2 separate regions of the Gossypium arboreum genome follow, and region 2 is linked to region 1. Evidence: chromatin contacts called from public Hi-C data. All regions are on one chromosome and are shown on one strand. Each heading gives the region's core, a stretch centred on a gene start, on an enhancer-like site or on the middle of the called end of the contact. The rest is flanking DNA. Distances are from core to core; before and after follow the strand shown.

What was found. A called contact is a pair of places that touch in the nucleus more often than the background predicts.
Region 2: a contact with region 1 is called in a Hi-C map of leaf, with 3 times the contacts expected there. The contact joins the promoter of LOC108477303 here to the promoter of LOC108450508 in region 1. A contact is called at or near these places in 2 of 5 Hi-C or Micro-C datasets (both in leaf).

What each region holds. Positions count from the first base shown.
Region 1 is chr5:69,534,295-69,539,299 of ASM2569848v2, forward strand. It overlaps LOC108450508, which reads right to left and starts at 3,091. Exons shown (of 3, transcript XM_017748166.2): 1 at 2,407-3,091; 2 at 1,606-1,923; 3 at 839-1,025. The coding sequence starts at 2,945. The coding sequence ends at 941.
Region 2 is chr5:69,689,567-69,694,451 of ASM2569848v2, forward strand. LOC108477303 reads left to right here and starts at 1,924. Exons shown (of 2, transcript XM_017779805.2): 1 at 1,924-2,443; 2 at 3,266-3,840. The coding sequence starts at 2,108. The coding sequence ends at 3,514. LOC108477282 (outer envelope pore protein 24A, chloroplastic-like) reads left to right here and starts at 4,859. Exons shown (of 4, transcript XR_008282778.1): 1 at 4,859-4,885.

The DNA.
Region 1 (5,005 bases), core at 1,841-4,340:
ATTTAAATATTCAATTTTTATAAATAAGTTTGAAATTTTTTATATTTTTAATTTTTAAATGGTTTTATTTTTATTTTTTAAAGTGTTAGAAAACATGCACAGTTAAGAAATTTACTTCAATTTTAAGATTGGAAGAAGCAGAGGAGATAGTGGGGGAAGATGATAGCAGAAGCATATTAAAAGCTGGATCTAGCATTCTTTTGATGTTATTTAACATAGATCTAGCATTCTTTTGATGTTATTTAACATGGATTTTTATGAGGACTTAAAAGGGGTTAATTTAAAATCTTGCAATTTTTAAAAAGATTAAAAGAATAATTTTCTCTTTTAGCAAGTTTAGTTAGCAATCCATTAATGAGATAATGGTTAAGTGATCATTTTGAATAATTTTTCTAATAACAGTGACTAAATTAACAAAAAAAAGTAGAATGACCAAAATAGAATTAACCCTATTTTAGGGTTATTAATTGAGTAGTTTACTCAAAATACTATTACTATCTTGTTTTTAAATTAAATTCTACTATTAGTACTTATATTCTTATATTGTGCATTAGTAATTTGGTCATTTTTCAATCTTTGGTACTTTTAAAATTTTAGCTTTTAACTAAATGATAACTATTAAATTTATTAAATTTTGCAGTTTTCAAAAATTGATGCGACCAGCATATTATCACATGCGTAATGATATATCAACTTGTTCTTACATTTTACTTATAAAAACCAATTAATAGATTAAAGGACTATTGTTTGCATTATAACTGAAATTTCAGATTTCAAAAATATAGAAATTAAAAATTATCCAATTGGAGAATATGGGCTAAAACTACAACTTTAAATATAATACAAAACTAATAATAAAATTTAACTAAACAGGTTTAACTTATACAATTTGTTCAAGACTAAAATTTCAAAAACCAAAAAATACTCGGATAAAAATTGATCAAAGTGAAGTACAAATATTAAATCCGCAGAAATTGACCTTCACGTTATCATTGTGTTTAGCCCGTTGAGATTTTTCTGTAAACCTGTAAATGTATAGAATTTTTATTTTATTTTATTTTTTCATTTTTGGAGATCATATTCATATAGAACCCGGCGTAAATGCTTAAGAAAATGAATAGTTGAAGCAATATAGTAACGGTGTTCACTTTGCAAAGGATGTTGGAAAATCCAACTGATTCGATTAATTTTCATTCAATCTCACAGACTGACAGAGGATTTAACACATGACTTTGCCTACTAATGGTTGAATTCCATGCAGCTTGGAGTCGGGATGTGAGATATAATGTTCAATTTTCTACACTTTTTCATGTTTTCAAGGATCACGGATAACAAGAAAATGAAGACCATGTATAGTTCTAAGTCTCTGCTCCTAAAAATCACAATCTTAATTATTGAATAAGGGTTTGCATATATAACAGAGATGCCCTTTAAGATTCTGATAGATGAATCATACAAATCCAGACATGCTAAAAGAAAAAGGGGCAATTTCAATAAGTAATTCAACATTAGTTTGATGCGCTCGAAGACATCTTAATATTCCGAAGGATTTGCCACATAAAAGTCGATATAAAGAAGAGAAAGATACCGGTCACAATGGCGTACCTGAGACCGAGGTTCACCAGCAAGTTTACGAGAAGCCCGGCAAACACAACACCAACGAAATTGGCTGATACAGCTGACCAGAAGGGTATTTCAAGAATCGAAGCTACAATGGCTCCAGTCCATGCTCCAGTTCCGGGGAAAGGAACAGCCACAAAAAGCATTAGGCCAAGCCATTGAAATTCTTCCACTGGCCCAGCCTTCTGTCTGGCTCTCTCAAAGAGACTGTTAAGTAACTGAGATGCAAACTGGTTTTTCCCAGCAAGAAATGTAGTAAATCTTTTCAGGTAAAGTACAATGAATGGCACTGGAACCATATTCCTGCAGTTTAATGTTACTTTTAGAAAAAAAAAATTATCATCAGCTTATTTAATTTCCCAGAACAATTATGCATAAGAAATTAACTGTTAATTTTTAGTACACTCAAGCACATGCATTAGAATAGTAAAATTAGCTCGTTCAATATCTCAAATTGCTCAAGCTTGACTTCAGAGTAATCAAACCAAATATAAATTTTACTCCTTAAACTAACCCAAATAGCTTACCAGCATATTTGCCTATTTTACATCCCTATGAATAACTTTCAGTATTATTAAAAACAAAAAACAAAAAAATGCTACCTTGACTTAAAATTTCAGTGACAAGTATGCATTCTATGGAAACTATTGAAGCAAAATTTTCCATAAGCAAACTGGTCAAAACAAAATCTTTCACAACAATTAAGCTCAACTCTATAAACATGAAGCTATAATGAACTAAAGACTTGAAAGATCCTCAATTAACGAAAAAGAAAATAAAGCTAACCCAAGAATAGATAATATTGTCAGGAGTGTAGGCTTGAGTTGCATCCAGTAACCAAGAGGAATAGCTCCCCGAAGCTCAAGAATAGGAAGCGTTGCAAGAGTGAAAACCACGGCCTCATCAGGCCAACCCAAGCCACGCAACGCATTGGCAATCTTGAGGCCAAAGCTTGAAGCTCTAATGGAGTCGGCAGCAACAGTAGCCGCTTTAGCGTCCCCAGATGCAGCGTACCAAACAAGAGACAAAGAAGCCCAGAAGACAACCCAGCAGAGGATTTTCACTGGAGCCTCCTCAAAAGAAGGCAATATTTCATCTTCTTTGCTTGTATGAGCTGAATTAAGAAACCCATTTGAGGAAGCTTTAATTCGGGTCGAAGGAATTGGAAAATACTTCCGGTTTTGAAATTTTGACCTTAAAAAGAGGTCATTGCTTCGAGCAGTAGGGCCATGTAAATGGGAGGGTAAGATATTGAGATGGGTTTTCTTCAAATAGAATGATAATGGCTGTGGCGAAGTTGCAATTGCTGGTGATACAGTAGCCATTCTAAACTACGAAATTGGGGCTATTGGAACTTTGTTTTTTGCTCCCATTAATGAAGGGGTTTTAGAGAGGAAGGGGAGCATTGTGACTTTGTGAGATTGATACAATCAATTAGAGATTTTTCTTTAATGCCTTAATGCATCATTTAGTCCTAAAGTATGCCTTTTATTCGTTCTGGTCCTCCAGGTTCTTTTCCCAAATGAGGACATAACATTTTATAATATTGACCAATATTTTTAAAATCAGACCGTTGACTAAATTGGTCAGGCCATCAATTTATCGGTCTGACCATTCTAGTTGGTTTAATTAAAAATTCTTTTCAATATTAAAAAAAATAATTTAATCGATTTTTTAACTACTTCAATTTTTCTGTACTGATTTTTTATTAGTATTTGACATTATACTTTTGAGCTTAATATAATTTACCATTATGTTTTAACTTTATTTTTAATTTTGTCACTTTGCTTTTCTTTTATTAAAGTTTGTTACTAAAATTTTATTTTTAATTGAATTTTATTATTTAATTTTAATTTAAAAGAATTTGAAGTGAAATTTTAATAAAATTAATATTATACTTAAAAATAAAAATAATAATAGAAAAACAATGATTTATATATAAAAAAGTAAACTTATTCTGTTTTTATTTTTATTTTATTTTCAAGTATTTCTTTATTAAATAAAAATTTAAGTTAATTTAATAGTTTTTAATATTTTATAAATTAGCTTATTGTTAATTATTAAAATAAAATATTTAAAATTAATTTTCTTGTTAAAATTCATTTTAAAATCATCAAAATCAATATAAAATTTAATTAAAAACAACATCAGTGGTAAAATTCAACAAAATTCAAATTTTAATGATAAAACTCAATCACATAAAATTCATTTGAAAATTTTAACCATATTCTCAAATTAATAGGGCCAATATTAGACAGAATAAAGTAAAGTGATAAATTTTAATACTTCCGGGTAGCATGGTGAAATTTTGCATTTTAACTCTAATTCTTTCTATCTTATAAAAATATCTATAGCCATTCATTATTTGTCATATGTCAAATGATAACCCCACAATACTTTATCATTCGAAAATTCTTTTTAAAAATATTTAGAATAAAAAATATTAAAATTTATAAAACTCTAAAATATATTTTAAAAATATGAAATTATGAAAAAAATGTTGAAGGAAGATTAAACTTGCACGATTACCTATATATATAGACCCGCATCCCAGACAAGCTCCTAACCTTCTCTAACATTCGCTCGGATGGTGCTACCACTATCTCCACAAACACGAGTCTTAGTAACAGCAGCTGGTGCCTCAACCTGTGGAGGCCCATCAAACCTGGCCCGTTTCTTAGGTCGCTGAACAGAGCTAGAAGGCCCCGTATCCCTCATAGTCTTAGTCCGACCTTTCTTTTAGTCCCTCTTTTTGCGTTCATTGCACTTGGCCTCCTTAACAATCTTTGCCTTGTCTACCAAGAGGGAAAAATCTCGCTCCCTCTGTGGAGCTATCAAGACCTTAAGGTCATACCTCAGCCCTTCCCCGAAACAAATGCTTTTGCTGTAACCAGTTGAGACAAGCTCACGAAAATATCTGCTCAACCTCAAAAACTTGGCCTCATACTCGGCTATAGTTATATCCCCTTGAGTAAGGCTTATAAAATAGTGTCTACGAGCCTCCACATAACTCGCACCCACGTACTTACTCTGGAAGGCATTTTTAAAATATTCCTAAGTAATCTGATCAGGTTGAGTACCCTAATCAATGGTTAGCCACCACTGGTAAGCTTCATCGCGAAGCAACGACACGCACCCTTTAATTTTTGCTCAGGAGTGTAGTAGATATCGTTCATAATCCTTTCTATGGCCCCTAACCAATATTCGGCCACAGCCAGAGTAACCCCACTAACGCCCCTAAACAACTCAGTACCATTGGACCGGAGTTGTTCAGTTACTGACCCTCGGCTCTCAAATCTAGAATGGGTCCCAACAACCCTCTCTAAAACTCTCAATATAGCTTGGGGCAATACATCATCCCTAGCCGTCTGAGCTTAAAACCTAG
Region 2 (4,885 bases), core at 674-3,173, 150 kb after region 1:
CATGCTCTTTATTTTATTATTTCTAACATCCACCATTAGCAAAACATGTTCAAGACATGTTTTCTTTTGCCCATCTTCATTACCATGGCCGGCCACTTCCTATAGTTGGCTAAATTGACATGCAAATCCCTCATGTCTTTACTTCATGCATTATTTGGCCACTTAAAAATTCACCTATCACATTTTCAAGTCCTAACACATGGGTCCTTTCTTATAAATTAGCACCTAATTAATAAAATCAAGGCACGAAATATTTACGCATACAAATTCCACATACAATAAGCACAGAATATAACACCTAATTATTCTTGTGACTCGGTTTTGTGGTCCCAAAACCACTCTCCGACTAGGGTCACATTAGGGGTGTCACAAATAAAATGCTTATTATGTTGTGGACTGCATATGATACAGGACTGTCCAGAGTGATCTGAGATATTCACGATCAATAAGAGAAAGCAAAGTCCAATGAGGAAAGTGTATTGAAGCTTGGATCAATGACACTCAATTCTGTGAAAGCGAAGAGGGATCACAAGTAGAAAATGGTTGATGTTTGTGGACATTAATATCGTAAGCTGAAGGGGGAGTGATCTTGTTGGTACAGGGGTATCTAATTGTTTATATTTGGAAAATCCATGGGTAAACTTGGTCTCTTAATTAGCAAATTGACTAAAAAGATCAAGACTATTAATTCTAAAGAGGTCCTACTTGTAAGAGTAGCACAAGAATTTGAGTTATAGATTAGTTAGTGGAAAGGCAAGGAAGACTTTGAGGTAATTCACTTAGATGATTATGACTTTGTTCTTGGCTTGAATTTCCTTGACAAGATTAATGCTCTTTTGGTTTCTTTTTCCGATTGCATATGCATCTTGGATACTCATCAGCAACAATGCATTATGTCGGTGAGTTGAGACATGAGGGGTGAAACCAAGATATTGTTGGTAATCCAGCTAGCTGAAGGTATTCCTTATGGTGGGAATGTTGGCTTGGGAAATTGGAGTGCCAAAAGGACCTCATTGGAAATGCTAGAGGTGTGGAAAATCCATATGAATCCTGTTGAGTTATTAGTAGGGCTAACACCTATGAGAGAGGTCGGTTGTTCATCAAACTTTGTGAGAAAAGTGGTGATACAAACTAGGCAGTTAAACAGAGTAAATGCTATGATTGAGGTAAATCTCAAACACTTTTCTAGTGGTTTTCATTATGATTTATTGTTGGTTTGGCAAAGGAACAAGGATCCTTTCAGAGTTCTAAAGTAGGTAAGCCAAGGGACTTACAAACCAAAGTTGGTGGTAAAACTCAAGGTTAACCCAATGTTCAATATGGGCATGCCTAAGCTTATTTGTGCTGATCAAGGGGATCTTGATTGAGGCAAGCCACAATAGGGGCAAGTAAGAGCGATGAACTCTTACAATCGAGATGTACAAAGGGGAAATATAGTTCAAGTGATTCGACGGAAGTACTTTAGGCCGAGGCATAAGTACTTTGTTCGATAGAAGTGACTTTTCGATAGTAAAGCTAGTTGGGAACTAACTGAGGCTTTATCACAGTTCCAAGACTAGGGTGAATATTTTGTAATTTTAAAGAATTTTTGTAAATTCCTTTAAGAATCTCTACTTTGTAGATTGTCTTTAATCTCAACAATTGACGTATTTTAAATTAGACTGTTGGATCATGAAAAGCTCAACTATAAATAGGGTATTTCCCTTTCATGTGTATTGACTTTATTTTTGAGTAATAGTGACAATATCTACTTAAACACTTGGAGTGTTATTGCTTTTTTGTAGTTTTTATTTTTTGTTTGTTTTTTACTTCTTCAGAGTTTGCTTTCATTTTATTTTGATGCCTAGAAAAATTTTAGTTGTGAATTCTTATATTTCTAAAGGTAGACTCATTTAAACGAATTTGAAGCTATTTTTTTTTTTTTAACCTAAACCGCACAGTTTACTATATTTGGAAAGCTGACTTGAACTTCGAAGATACTATCAATCTCCAAACACATACTTGAAAGAATGATTTATGAACAAAACCCGCGAACTCTTAACTCCACCATCTCTCGCTCTCAATTATCGTCTCAATTTATTTCCCTTTTTTTTTTCTTTCTGAAAACATGTCTCGAAAGAGAGATAAACCCTACCTCTCCTGTCACGCCCCAGCTTCCATCTCTAAACGGCGTCGTCCTCTGCCACCTCACCCGCCACCTCCGCCGTCTTCTGAGAATGAGGCCAAGCCAAAGCCGCCACCGGCTGTTATTGTCATGGGTCTTCCCCCGAATTGCTCGGTGCTCGATTTGAAGTCGAGGTTTGAGATCTACGGTTCGATCTCTCGCATCCGCATCAATTGTGATGCTGTCGGTTACATTGTATACCGCTCTAAGGAATCCGCCGAGTCCGCCATTGCGGCTTCCCTTGATTCCTCTTTCGGCATTACCGTTGATTCCAAAAGGGTAATTATATAATTAACTGTGTTTAGTTTTTCAGTTCTTGTTTGGTTACTTTTTATAATTGAATCGGTGCTTCCTTTTGATCCTAATTTGAGTAAATTAACCAAGTTGGATAGCTTTAAGGTTGAATTAAAAATAAGAGAGTCGATTAACTTGAAATTTTTACCTTTAAAGAGGAACTGAAGTGTTATAATTTAGAGTTTTAAGGTTGCATTGAAACTAAAAGAGTCAATTAAATGGAAATTTAATTATCCTTTAATGAGGAACTCAAGTTACAATTAGAGCTTTAAGGTTGATTTGAAACTAAGAGAGTCAAATTGAAAATTCTTTAATGAGGAGCTGAATTTACAATTTAGAGCTTTTATAGTTGTAAGCTTAAAGAGTGAAGTTAGAATTTAGAGCTTTCAGGTGGAATTGAAACTAAAAGAGTCAATTAAGTTGAAAATTTTACCTTTAATGAGGAACCGAAGTTAGAATTTAGAGCTTTAAGGTTGAATTGAAACTTAAAGATTGAATTACATTTAAAGTTTTATCCTATAATGAGGAACTGAAGCTAGAATTTAGAAGTTTCAAAAAAAGAAAAGAAAAGAGTTAGAATTTGGAGCTTTAATGTTGAATTGAAACTTAAAAACTTCATCGAAATGAAATTTTAACCTTTAACAAGGAACTGAAGTTAGAATTTAGAGCTTTGAGGTTGAATTGAACTAAAGGAGTCTGTTAAATTGAAAATTTTACTTTTTAATGAGATGAAGTTCAGATGTAGAGCTTAGCAGTTGACGCTCAACATCAAGAAGTTTGAATTCTGAATTGTGATTTTGCTTGCAGGTTCAAGTTTTGTGGGCAACCGATCCTTTAGCTCAATGGAGAGACGGAATAGGGGTTAATGCTAATAACGATAAAGGGGCAACATCTTCATCAAAGCTCTTGCGGCCTGAGGTGCCTTTAAGCAGGCATGGAAGAAGTAATAAGCTTGCATCAACCATAGTCAACCCAAGAACCACTGATGATGGTTCTTCAATGTTAGAATTGCCATTTAAAGGTAGAGAAATTGTTGCCTATGATGACATTCTCTAATGCAGGACGTGTGAGTGTTCTTGGGATCTGTCTACTTTGTAACAATAGTGCTAGTTGTTATGAATTAGGTTCATTTTCACTCTAATTTCTAGAAATCTAATGTTTTTAGGGTGAAAATGGTTTGTGTGTTGGAGTTGGAGAAATGAGTTGAAGGAATGGTGTTGTTTTAGTTTATGGCCTTCTAAAGATGTTCCTCTAGTAGCAAAGAATGGAATGTTTTCTTTATTTTATTTATATTGATCATAGTTTTTTTGTTATATATTTTTTGATATGTTTTGAAAGATTCAAGTGTTTCTTGATTGTTGAGTATGGGTGTTTGTTTAAAATGCCATGTGCCTCAGGTTTCAATGTTGGTGAATTTTTTCATTGGAGATTGATAGTGTTATGCTTATTGATTCTAACGTCGCTATGATTCCCCAAGACTGCAAGTCTAAAGCGGGGTGGGATGGCTTTTTTCTCCCAAAATTTATGTTTCTCTGATTTTTTTCAAGTATTTGTGTGACGCATATTTTAATATGAATAGAAGACATAATCCTTCCCAGATCTTCCAAAGTTATTTAAAAAATGATAATTAAGAGATCGATTGTATTCATGGCAAATATAGTATATATGTGTGTTATCTAAAACCCATAAAACACTGTATTGTTGTCGTATCTTGTGTGTTACACTTACCACAGCAGATGATTGTCAGCCGCACACTTGGAGAAGGTCTTCGACATTGGCCTTAATCATTGCAATTCTCTAAAAATAATATTTGGTATTTGTGTTACCTTAGATCGGAATTTACTTATTTTCTAAATTTTTTCATATATGGGATGATTAAACTACTTCCATGACTTGAATTTTAAACCGGAATTTAAATATTATTTGAATTAGAAATTTACAATCCTTAAGTTAGAAAAAAAAAGTGGTTTAAATTTGAAAAAGTTTAGGTAAAAATATTAGGCCTAAAAATAGATTTTGATAAAAAATAATATAGGTTGAGTTTGGGCTTGAGCATTTAAGTTTTGAATCTTCCTCGGCCTAACTCGTTTTTAAATTTTAATATTTTATATTATATTATTTTTTATATATTATGTAATTTATAACATATAAAAATTAAATCTATAATAATATATAATAGCAATATAATGTAAACATTAAAAATGTTAATAAGATAATTAAATATAAAATTTTAATAAAATAAAATTATAAAACATAAAATTAAAATAATATAAATATATATTTTAAATTATTTTAAAAATAATATGTGACAAATTCAAACAAAATAACTTTATATTTCAATTTAAATTCAACTGAAACAAAATATAAATTATATTAATACCATAGATAAACTTCACCTGACCCAAAACCGACCCGGCCCACCTCTAC